Linked DNA regions of Arachis hypogaea: region 2 is linked to region 1. Evidence: chromatin contacts called from public Hi-C data. All regions are on one chromosome and are shown on one strand. Each heading gives the region's core, a stretch centred on a gene start, on an enhancer-like site or on the middle of the called end of the contact. The rest is flanking DNA. Distances are from core to core; before and after follow the strand shown. Region 1 holds the start of LOC112702756 (pentatricopeptide repeat-containing protein At1g03100, mitochondrial). Region 2 holds the start of LOC112702761 (protein FLX-like 1).

Evidence for each region. A called contact is a pair of places that touch in the nucleus more often than the background predicts.
Region 2: a Hi-C map of leaf shows a contact between it and region 1, with 2.6 times the contacts expected there. The contact joins the promoter of LOC112702761 here to the promoter of LOC112702756 in region 1. A contact is called at or near these places in 2 of 8 Hi-C or Micro-C datasets (leaf and an unstated tissue).

The regions. Positions count from the first base shown.
Region 1 is chr7:21,268,351-21,273,227 of arahy.Tifrunner.gnm2.J5K5, forward strand. It overlaps LOC112702756 (pentatricopeptide repeat-containing protein At1g03100, mitochondrial), which reads right to left and starts at 2,315. Exons shown (of 3, transcript XM_025753922.3): 1 at 1,960-2,315; 2 at 1,684-1,724; 3 at 1-1,167. The coding sequence starts at 1,161.
Region 2 is chr7:21,460,742-21,465,618 of arahy.Tifrunner.gnm2.J5K5, forward strand. It overlaps LOC112702761 (protein FLX-like 1), which reads right to left and starts at 2,843. Exons shown (of 6, transcript XR_011863818.1): 1 at 2,131-2,843; 2 at 839-1,005; 3 at 653-735; 4 at 237-388.

The DNA of each region.
Region 1 (4,877 bases), core at 1,065-3,564:
CCCCCCATTGCTTCTCAAACTCTGGAGAGAAGCCAGTACAGGAGAATATTTATTATCAGTTGTAGCAGCATTAACCATAAATTTGGCAGCTGCAAGAGAATTCCTTGCTTCCTTAGCCTTCCTAAGCATTTCCAAAACCATGTTTGATGCGGATTCTAGATCCCCAAGTTTCAAATGGCACGTGAGTAAACAATTATAAAATTGTCGAAGCTGAACATCAGTTAGATTTGGGGCTTCCGCTATGTGCCTTTGCAGCGTCTTAAGCTCTTCTCTTCGCCCATTTCTCTCATACACGTGTGCCATTATTATCAGTAAATTTGCATCAGCTTTGGCACCAATTCGCGGCATCAAATCAAGAAGCTGCTCTGCTTTCCTAGATGTCTCAGATAAGAGACACCCTGCCAAAGCAATGTTAAAAGCTGTAGCATTAGGCTTCATGGCTATCAAAGGTGCATTGCTCTTTTTACGCGGATCCACTCTATTGTTTTGGAACAAATAACCTATTTCAAGAATCAACTCAGCAGCAAGATAACTTCCATCGGCTGTTTGTGACATGTGGGCCAAAACAGCAGACCAAGCATTAACTGGGGGGAAAAATTCCATATCTATCATTTTCCTCAAAATAGTTGATGCAAGAACAGGTAGTCCAGCTTTTGCAAGGCCAAAGCTAAGGTATATAAGAACCTCCTTTTCTAACAAAGTTTGTTTGCCTTCCTCAATAGCTCGATCTACCAATTCATAAGCCCTTTCTAACCATTGCATATCAAGGCCATCCACATAACTTGTTACAAGTTGGTTGAAGACAGATTTTCTAGGAAATCCCTCCATCTGCATGTGTTGTTCAAATAATTTCCACGAATAACCTAATTGATTCCCCGCGATAGCATTTTGTATTTCCAGGCTTACTTTTGCTGGGTCTCGAGCCTGGACCAGAATTGTTTCAGGCACACTTGAGAAATAAAGTCCTTGAAAGGTAACTTTATTCTCTAATCTGAGAAGACGTGCTTGTAAACTTGAGTTGGCTAAATAAGAGCTAATAGATTTAACAATTGGTTTGTGACAGCTGTTGTTGAAAACTTGGGCAACACTATGATGGCAATTGGCAATAATGAAAGCAGAAGTGATATCTGGCTTGATTTTAAGTTTTCTTATTGTAAGCATCTTGAACTGTCAAAAATTTGCAAAGCAAGATCCCAGATTGAAGTCAATCAAAATCTGTAGATTGGCAGTTCTTGTTAACTAATTCCATAGACGATACAAATAACTCATGATATAAACAAAACGGAATAAGTATTATCGTGCATTAAAAAAGGTTTAACAAAAGTTTGTTTCCCTTTTTTTTATTAAAAAGTGCCACAGAAGGAGATTTTGTATCTAAACAAAACACTCATAATCCCTAACATATATTCATGAGACAAAGGTAGTAAAACTCGCGAGTCTAAGTAAACCTCTAGAGCTCTCATAGACTTTACTCGCAAAGTATTCTACATTAATAATTTAATTTCACCAATTACCAATCCTGAAAAACATATCAAATTATCAATTTCAAGTTTCAACATCAACATCCTAAGTTCCTAACATATGTATGCTATATCAAACTATCAATACCAAGTTCCAGCATCAGATACCTTGATTCATAATTAGTAACAAATAACAAGTAACGTCAGAAATACCTGAGTATACCTGAAAACATGTTTGAGCCCGAGTCTTCTCAATTCTACGACCTGAACCCCTAAACTTGTACAAGTTAACTCACTAGTTGGACAGACAAGAGACAACCATAAAAGAGACCGAAATTTTCAAAAGAAGGTTAAACAGCAACTCAGAAATAGCAAACTTATTATTAATTAGGATAAATAAATCACATTAATAGAAACTTGTTATTAATTAGGATAAACTCCAATTCATTAATGATGAAGCAAATTCAATGAAAAAATTGAGAGAGCAGTAAGTCTTAACCAGGGACGAGGGAGGGCAGCAACCACGGCGGACAAGGTTGGAAAAGACGGGGCGAAGAGGTGAGCAGAGATGGCCGGAAAGGAGAGCAGAGAGGCAAGTAGACCAGCGGGTGGCAGAGATGCTGGTGACAGTGATGCGGAAGGGCAGAGACACTGGCGGCAGCGACGCGGGCGGACAGAGACGCTAGCAGCAGCGCGCAGGCGACAGAGACGCCAGCGGCGATGCAGGAGTTGAATGGAGCAGGAGGAGATGCGTAGAACGGAGCAACAATGCCAGAGGCGAAGACTCTGGCGGAGTTGGAAGACAGAGAAGGAGAAGGAAGGGGAGAAGAGGAAGGTAGCAGAGGAAGGCGGCAGCAGCAGGAGACAAGGTACGTGCTGGGTTGTATTGAAGAGGACTAATTCATATGTTTTTTTTTTATTTAATTATTTTAAAATAAAATTAATTAAAAAATTATTTATCAAATACTTATATTAGAAGTTTGATTGAAAGTAAATATTTATTGAACATTTTTAGAAAATAAAACTTTGTTGGAGTTGAAATATATTATTAAAATTTTGTAATATTAGTTTAAGTGTTTAATAAAAAAATCTCAATAATGTAAATTTTAACTAAATAAATTTATCAATTAAATAATACTATAATACTCTGTTTTTTATTAAATTGATTATATATATATATATATATATATATATATATATATATATATATATATATAGTTTTAGATAAAATTTAACAAATTTTTTTATTATTATGTGAAATTAAATTTAATACAATAATTTTTATTTTAATGAAAAACAAATATAATTTTACAATAAAGACACATATTTATTGACTATTAAAAATATATTAAAATAGAGCTTAAGGTAGTGTTTAGATGCATTATTAGTTTTTTAGTTTTTTATTATTATGTTAGGTCAGTTTAAGTGGCTAATTCACACACTTGAGCACAATTTTTTATTTTTACATTATGCCATAAGATTCTTATTGTATTTTTATCGTCTCATAATAACCTATCTTTATATAATAGAATTTTTTATTTTAATAAATAAAATCAATATAATATTTACCAACATAAATAATTTTTGAAATATTTACCAATTTAAATTTTTTTGTCTTAAACGAGATAAGGCCTTTCTGCGCCTATATATACAAATCGTTTACAGCTTGGGTTCTGAGCTCCAGTTTGATTTTGTCAACTTCTTTCTCCCCTCTTTTAACTCTTTCTGACCATACCTTCAACTGAATCGGTGATGGCGCACAAGGCAGGGAATGACAGAGACATCAACATGCTGAACGAGACGACGCATTACGTTAGGGCGGCCGACTTCGAAGTTAGTTTTCGTATGTTTTTTTTTTAATTTTAGGATGTGGCCATTGTTAGGGTAGTCATGAAGAACTAGAACATAGTTATATGAGTTAGCAGTTAGGTCTCTAAGATGAATTTAGAATTTTATTTGCTTGTGCTAGGTTGGTATGACATATATTATTAGTTTGGAACTCTGATATTCTTGTGCTAGGTGTTTAGTATTTATAACGTTATAGTTAGGATTTGTTTGTTATGAAAAATGTAATTTAGAGATATGTGTAGGCTAGAAACATGGAAGTACGTTCTTCAGTAGAAGTAGCTATGTTAGATGGAAATATTTGTTGAAATTAATGTGTTGTGTACCATGTTATGCCGGTCTAATTACTTAAAAACAAGAGATAGAATACAGTAATCCAGAATTTTAGAATATTTTATTTGTAAGGTTAAATTCTTTTTCTTTTTCATTCTTCAGAGGCCTCGTCTCCTACTGCCCCGACGAGTGAGTCATACTCTTCCTCCATCGGACGCCATCATCCCGTATATGGCTGAGGCCGGATTCGGAGACACGGTACCCCTCAGTGATTTCACTTTTGAGAACTCCCTTATTTAGGCACTCGTAGAGCGATGGCGTCTAGAGACGCACACGTTTCATCTCCCGTGGGGCGAGGTTACTATCACCCTGCAGGACGTGGCGTACCACACAGGCATACGCGCACACGGTAACCCCGTCGGGGGTGTCTCCATGACTTTGGTAGGTAGTACCAGACAGAGACATGGGCGTTGGTGGAGCAGCGACTCGGCGCCAAGCCTCCTGTGGCAGCACAGCAGGCTGTGCAGAGGAAGGAGTCCTTCACGCTAAAACTTGTGTAGCTGTGGAATCGTGTCCGCCAGATGCCTCCGACAGACGATCCAGAAACCCTTCGACAATACGCCAAGTGCTATATTATACTACTGATTGGAGGGAATCTGATGACCGACAAGTCCAACAATCTGGCGCACCTTCGTTGGCTACTGTTGCTCCGGGACTTTGAGGAGTGTAGGGCATTTTTCTGGGACTCAGCTGTGCTGGCCTGGATGTATCAGTCACTTTATTCGGCATACAACAAGACATCACAAATATCATTGGCTGCACTCTGCTTTTGATATTCTGGATCTATCAGAGATTTTCTCAGTGGTGTCCACCAGATAGAGGAGTCTATTAGTATCCTCACTGTACGCACTATCCGCCACGTAATCTTCGTCCGACTCTTCCTCACCATTCTTTGCCTCATGCTCTGGAATGGCGACATGAATGGGCGGTGGTGCGAGAGGTTGGTTGTCCTGCACATAGGTATCATGTACAGAACCACCACTACCACCATGACCCACCTCGGCCGACAGCTCCATTACCTGTTCTACCATGATCCTCCAATGGATGTCGAACATCAGTCGCACATGCTCGTCCCCTTGAAGTCGGAATAGTCGAAACCGAAAGACTCCGTTTCCCATGGGTGCCAGCAACCTATACCCCACCCTTCCTATCTCCCATGCTTGTGTACCACCGAGCTTGCTCAATATCAAACTCTTTAAATCCAACAACGTCTTCACACGCTGAGTGTGGAACAATATC
Region 2 (4,877 bases), core at 1,593-4,092, 190 kb after region 1:
AATGAACCCCAACCCCCCCCCCTCCCCAAAAAAAAAAAAGGCCTGAAGAATAATGGCAGACATTAAATACAGTTTGTCTTCAATTGTAAACTATTAAGATGTTGGATTGTAAGATTTTTTTTAAGAATCAACAACAACACATATATACAAGCTTAGGAACTAATGACTATCTTAAGATATCAGAAAAATAGATTTGTTATTTCGTTAGTTTCTTTCAGAAAACAAGGTGGCATCACCTGTTTGAAGTTTTCCTTTACATAGTTTCCGTTCTCTTTCAAGAATGAAACATTGTTGGTTGCTATCTAGGCACATGTGTATGCTGCATGTCATATGGATGATGTAGTGTTCCAGATGCATATTGATGATGACCATCAACCCCCTGTTGAATCTGAAATGTCAAGCAAATTTAGTTATTTATCTTCAATATATAGTTTCACACATATACTAGCAAAAACAATAGTATCCTTGTATATTACCAAAGTCCAAATTCAAGAATAAAATAGTTGCCTTTTCTCCCTAAATGAATCAGTACATCAAGGAATGAGGATGGTCAAATGTCAGCAGTTATCTTGATGCAATTTGATGGTGTAATTACTTGAAGACTGATAATAATGAGTAAATAAAACAGTGTGTAACATGGAGCCATATATACCTGATGCATGCTATATGAATCAGGAGGAAATGACATTCCTCCATGTCCCACCTCTGGATTGTGAGTTGCAACATATCCAGGACCTACATATTAGCAACTCCACGGATTTCAAAACAACATTCAAGCTATTATTCTATTGTATTCAGTGAGCACTTCCAAGATGAATGACCAAGAAAATCGAATTACTTGGGTTTCTAGCTTCAGTAATTTCAGCCCTCGCCTTCTTTTCTGCATTAGCCAGCTCAGTACGCAACTTCTCAATTTCACGGGCCATAATAATCATGTTGTTGTCTATTGTTCGTCTTTGCTCAAGATTGGCAGCATATGTCTTCTTCTCGAGTTCAACAGCATTCCTATATGCATAAATAAATGTTAGTTAAAAAAATGCGTGATATACAAAACTATGTGACCCTTTCCCCAACATCTGAGTAGCTGCAGGATAGATCACTCTTCAAACAGGAAGACACAGGATGGTGGAATTAGAAAACTAGGTTCAGTAGTCAACACAAATTTAGAACACCTAGATGGTCAGCAGTATTTTGGTCCATGAAGACAAGTAATGGAACTGATCAGTGTTTAATAAAAGAAATCAGAGCATACAACTAATATCTTGGATAAAATCGACATATTATTCTACACACTGCACAGTAATCCAAAAGCCTTAATTTTGAAATTGCCTTCATTTCAACTCTATCAGGTTTTCAGGAAATCATATTATTAAAAGAATTCTAACATCAACTACCATATTATGCAGCTTCAATAAGGAAAGGAAATTTCAATTTGTGACTCAAACTATGAAATAACTAAGGATAAAGAACAATAAGCTCCAGTCTGTGCTGTATAACATTAAACTCCAACAGGTCATAATTGAAAGATTCAGAAGCAAACACTTGCTTAGAGATAAGGCAAACCCAAATGGCTGCTATTGCATATCAAGCTAACACAAGCATTATCAATGACACATGATAGCCAGCTCAAATTTTTTCTTACAGGATCCACAAGCTCTAACATTGCCAACAAGCTCAACTTTTTCTTGGCCTTGAAACTAATTATTTCCACATACTAAAAATGAAAATCTTAAGGAAAATCTAATTTACAATTATATATATAAAAAACACTGGTTGATACATTGTCGTATCTAGGGTTTACCGTAAACTTAAGTCTCTAGTTTCATCTTTCAAACCTTAATAAGAACAAAAACGAAATCACAATACTTGTTATCACATGGCAAAAATAGATAAGCATGCTTTTCAATTTCAATTTCACTGACACAAACACCAACCTCATTACCAAATTATAGAGAAAGAAAAATCCTAACTTACACATCCGTTTGACAATAGCATCAATATAAATAGAAAATGCCATTAACACAAATAAACAACAAGAACAGCAGCAACAAAACCCACTAATCATCTTTTTAAATAAATAAATAAGTGCAAACAAATAACAAAGAAGAGCACGGAAAAAGATTGTTATACCTTCCTCGCTGAATTTCGCGGCGAACGATCTCTATGTCAGCCTTGATTGCTGGCACGACCTGAGCCTCCGCACGCGCCCTGGCGAGGTCACTCTCGACGGAGCTGAGCTTCGCGGCGAGTTCCTCACCGGCGGAGGCGAGCTCACGAGCTTCGGCGCGGACCTGGTCGAGCTCGGCGGACATGGCGGCGACAGCGCGAGCATCGGTGTCGAGTTTAAGAGACTTCTCGTAGATCCGGCGTACCTCGGCGTCGCGTTCAGCCTTGAGTTCCGCGGAGACGGAGGAGATACGGCGGAGGTCGAGCTGTGTAGCGGCGAGGTCCTGCTTGAGGGCGACGTGGGTAGCGGCGAGGCGCTGGTTGTCAACGAGGAGAGACTGGATCTGACGGTGGCGAGCTTCGACGCGTTCCTCGAGGACGGCGATAGGGAGGGCGCGTGCGGCGGCGGAGGAGGAAGGGTGGGGGAGACGGTGGTTGACGTCGAGGCGAGGGTGGGAAGACCCTATGGGCTTGCGCCCCGCCATGTTCTTTTCAGGATAGGTTATGTATTTTCAGTGTGAGAACTCACTCTACTTCTTAGGGAGAAAATTCTAAGAAATTTTTCAAATATTTGAAGGATTTTTCATCTCCTAGTATAATTATAATAAGAATCTAATTTCCATATCCAGAGGAGTTGAATGTTTTACACTTGAATAGTGGTTATGTGTAGTTGTGTTAGGAATTATTTTTAATATCGACAATATTTATATGTTCTGAAAATTGGATCAGACCGGTCGATTCAATTGGGTTAACCGAAAATCAATCATTTAGTCGATTCGGTCTATCTACAAAACTGCACTGCAAGAAATCAGTTGAAAAATCGGTCGAATTGGTGGTTAACCAGCGAACTGAGCGAACCGAGTCGGTTCAACTAGGTTAATCGGAAACTAATCATTTAGCCGATTCGGTCTATCCACAAAACTGCACTGCAAGAAATCAGTTGAAAAATCGGCCGACCTGGTGGTTAACCAGCGAACTGAGCGAACCAATCCAATTTCTGCAGTTATCGGTTCTCTCCCAGCTAATGAAATGGCGTCGTTTGGCTTTTTTTTAAAAAAAAAAAGAAGGCCGAATCAGCTACTCTTCGAAGAACACTCCCACTCCCAAACCCTAAGCTCGTCGAGGCTCGAGGTTCTGCCGTTCTGCCAACGAAGGACAACCGCCGCCGTGAATCAAACAGACGCCGGAGCAACTGCCACTGTCGCGGGTCGTCGCTTCACCGTCGCGGGTTGTCGCCTCAGCGTCGCGGGTTGTTCTGTTCTCTACTTCGAGGCTCGAGGCCTTCTCTTCTCTCCTTCTCTTGCGGTTAGTTCTGGGCTTCTGGCTCTTCTTCTGTTCTTTCTGTTTTCATTTTTTGTTATAGACTTCTGTTCTTCTGTGTTTCTAGCTTTTTTAATTTTTTTATTTTGTTTTTATATGATTAATCAAATGTTGAATAAATTTGATGTATGTTGAATTTGAGAATAAATTTGATGTATGTTGAATGTTGCTGGACTTCATGATTTTGGTTGTTGAATTCATAGTTTTCTGAGGTTATTTTGGATTCATGATTTTGATTTATTTGTTATCTGTTCATAATTTATTTGTTTGCTACTTTGCTGGATTCATGATTTTGTTAGTCGGGTTCCGTTCGTGTGCGTCGTCCATTAGTCGTCGGTCGCTTCTCCTTCTCCTTCGTCGCAGGTATCCCTTTGCTCTGCCGTGCTCGCCGCAATTTCTCCATCCCCCTCTACTCTTCCATGCTCGCTGAAGATTCTGGTAGGTGAGTCCTCTGCTGTGTTCTTGCTGTGTTGTGTATTGAAAAGTCGTTCTTGGTGTGTTATGGTATGGAATGGTGTACTGTTACAATTCTTGCAATCCTCTTTACTGTGTTTTTGGCTGTTGCTGTGTTCTTGTTATGGTGTTAATAATTGTTCTTTTTGCTGTGTTATGGATTAATTGTTAATAATTTATATTACATAATAATCTGTATTTTTTTGTTAATAATCTTGTTGTGTTGTTCTTGGTGTTGTATTTAAACTACTGCTGGTGTTGTGGTTATTAACAATTTAGACATAAATGTCATGTTATTTACATGGTTTTGATTTTTATGCTTGTGTTTGTGCATTTTTTCTCTTGTTTCAAAGACGTATGTATGGAAGAATACTATATGTATATGCTGCATATTTATGTTTAGGTGCTGACTCTACATAGCTCTCTTCTTGAAGTTTTGCTCTTTATTATGTGAAATTTTAAATTTTATTAAGTTAGAAATTATTAAATTTATGTATTTAAAATTAACTTTAAACTTTTTAATAATTTTATTTAATATTTAATTAAACTGGTTGAATTCTGATTGAACCGCGGTCGAACCATTAAACCATTAACCCAGTGACCACACTGGTTTATTGACCGGTCCGGTTCTCGCAACCTTGTTATATTCTATCATGGTATGTTATAATATGGAGTTGTAATATTATCTTAGCTAATATACTAATTACATGTTGCTTTAACTCAACCAATTTTTACAGAGAAGAGAGATGCATGGCGAGTCCCCATAACACGCAGGCCACGTGTTGTTTTTAGTGAAAATAATTTTTGCAGCGAAGCCGTAGTGAGCCACCATCAACACAGAGGCTGTATATTGTCGCAGTGAGCAGAGATTCTTTTACTTTTTTAAAAAATCTGTACAATTTTTTAGATATTCCCTTCGCTTTTTAACCAATACAATA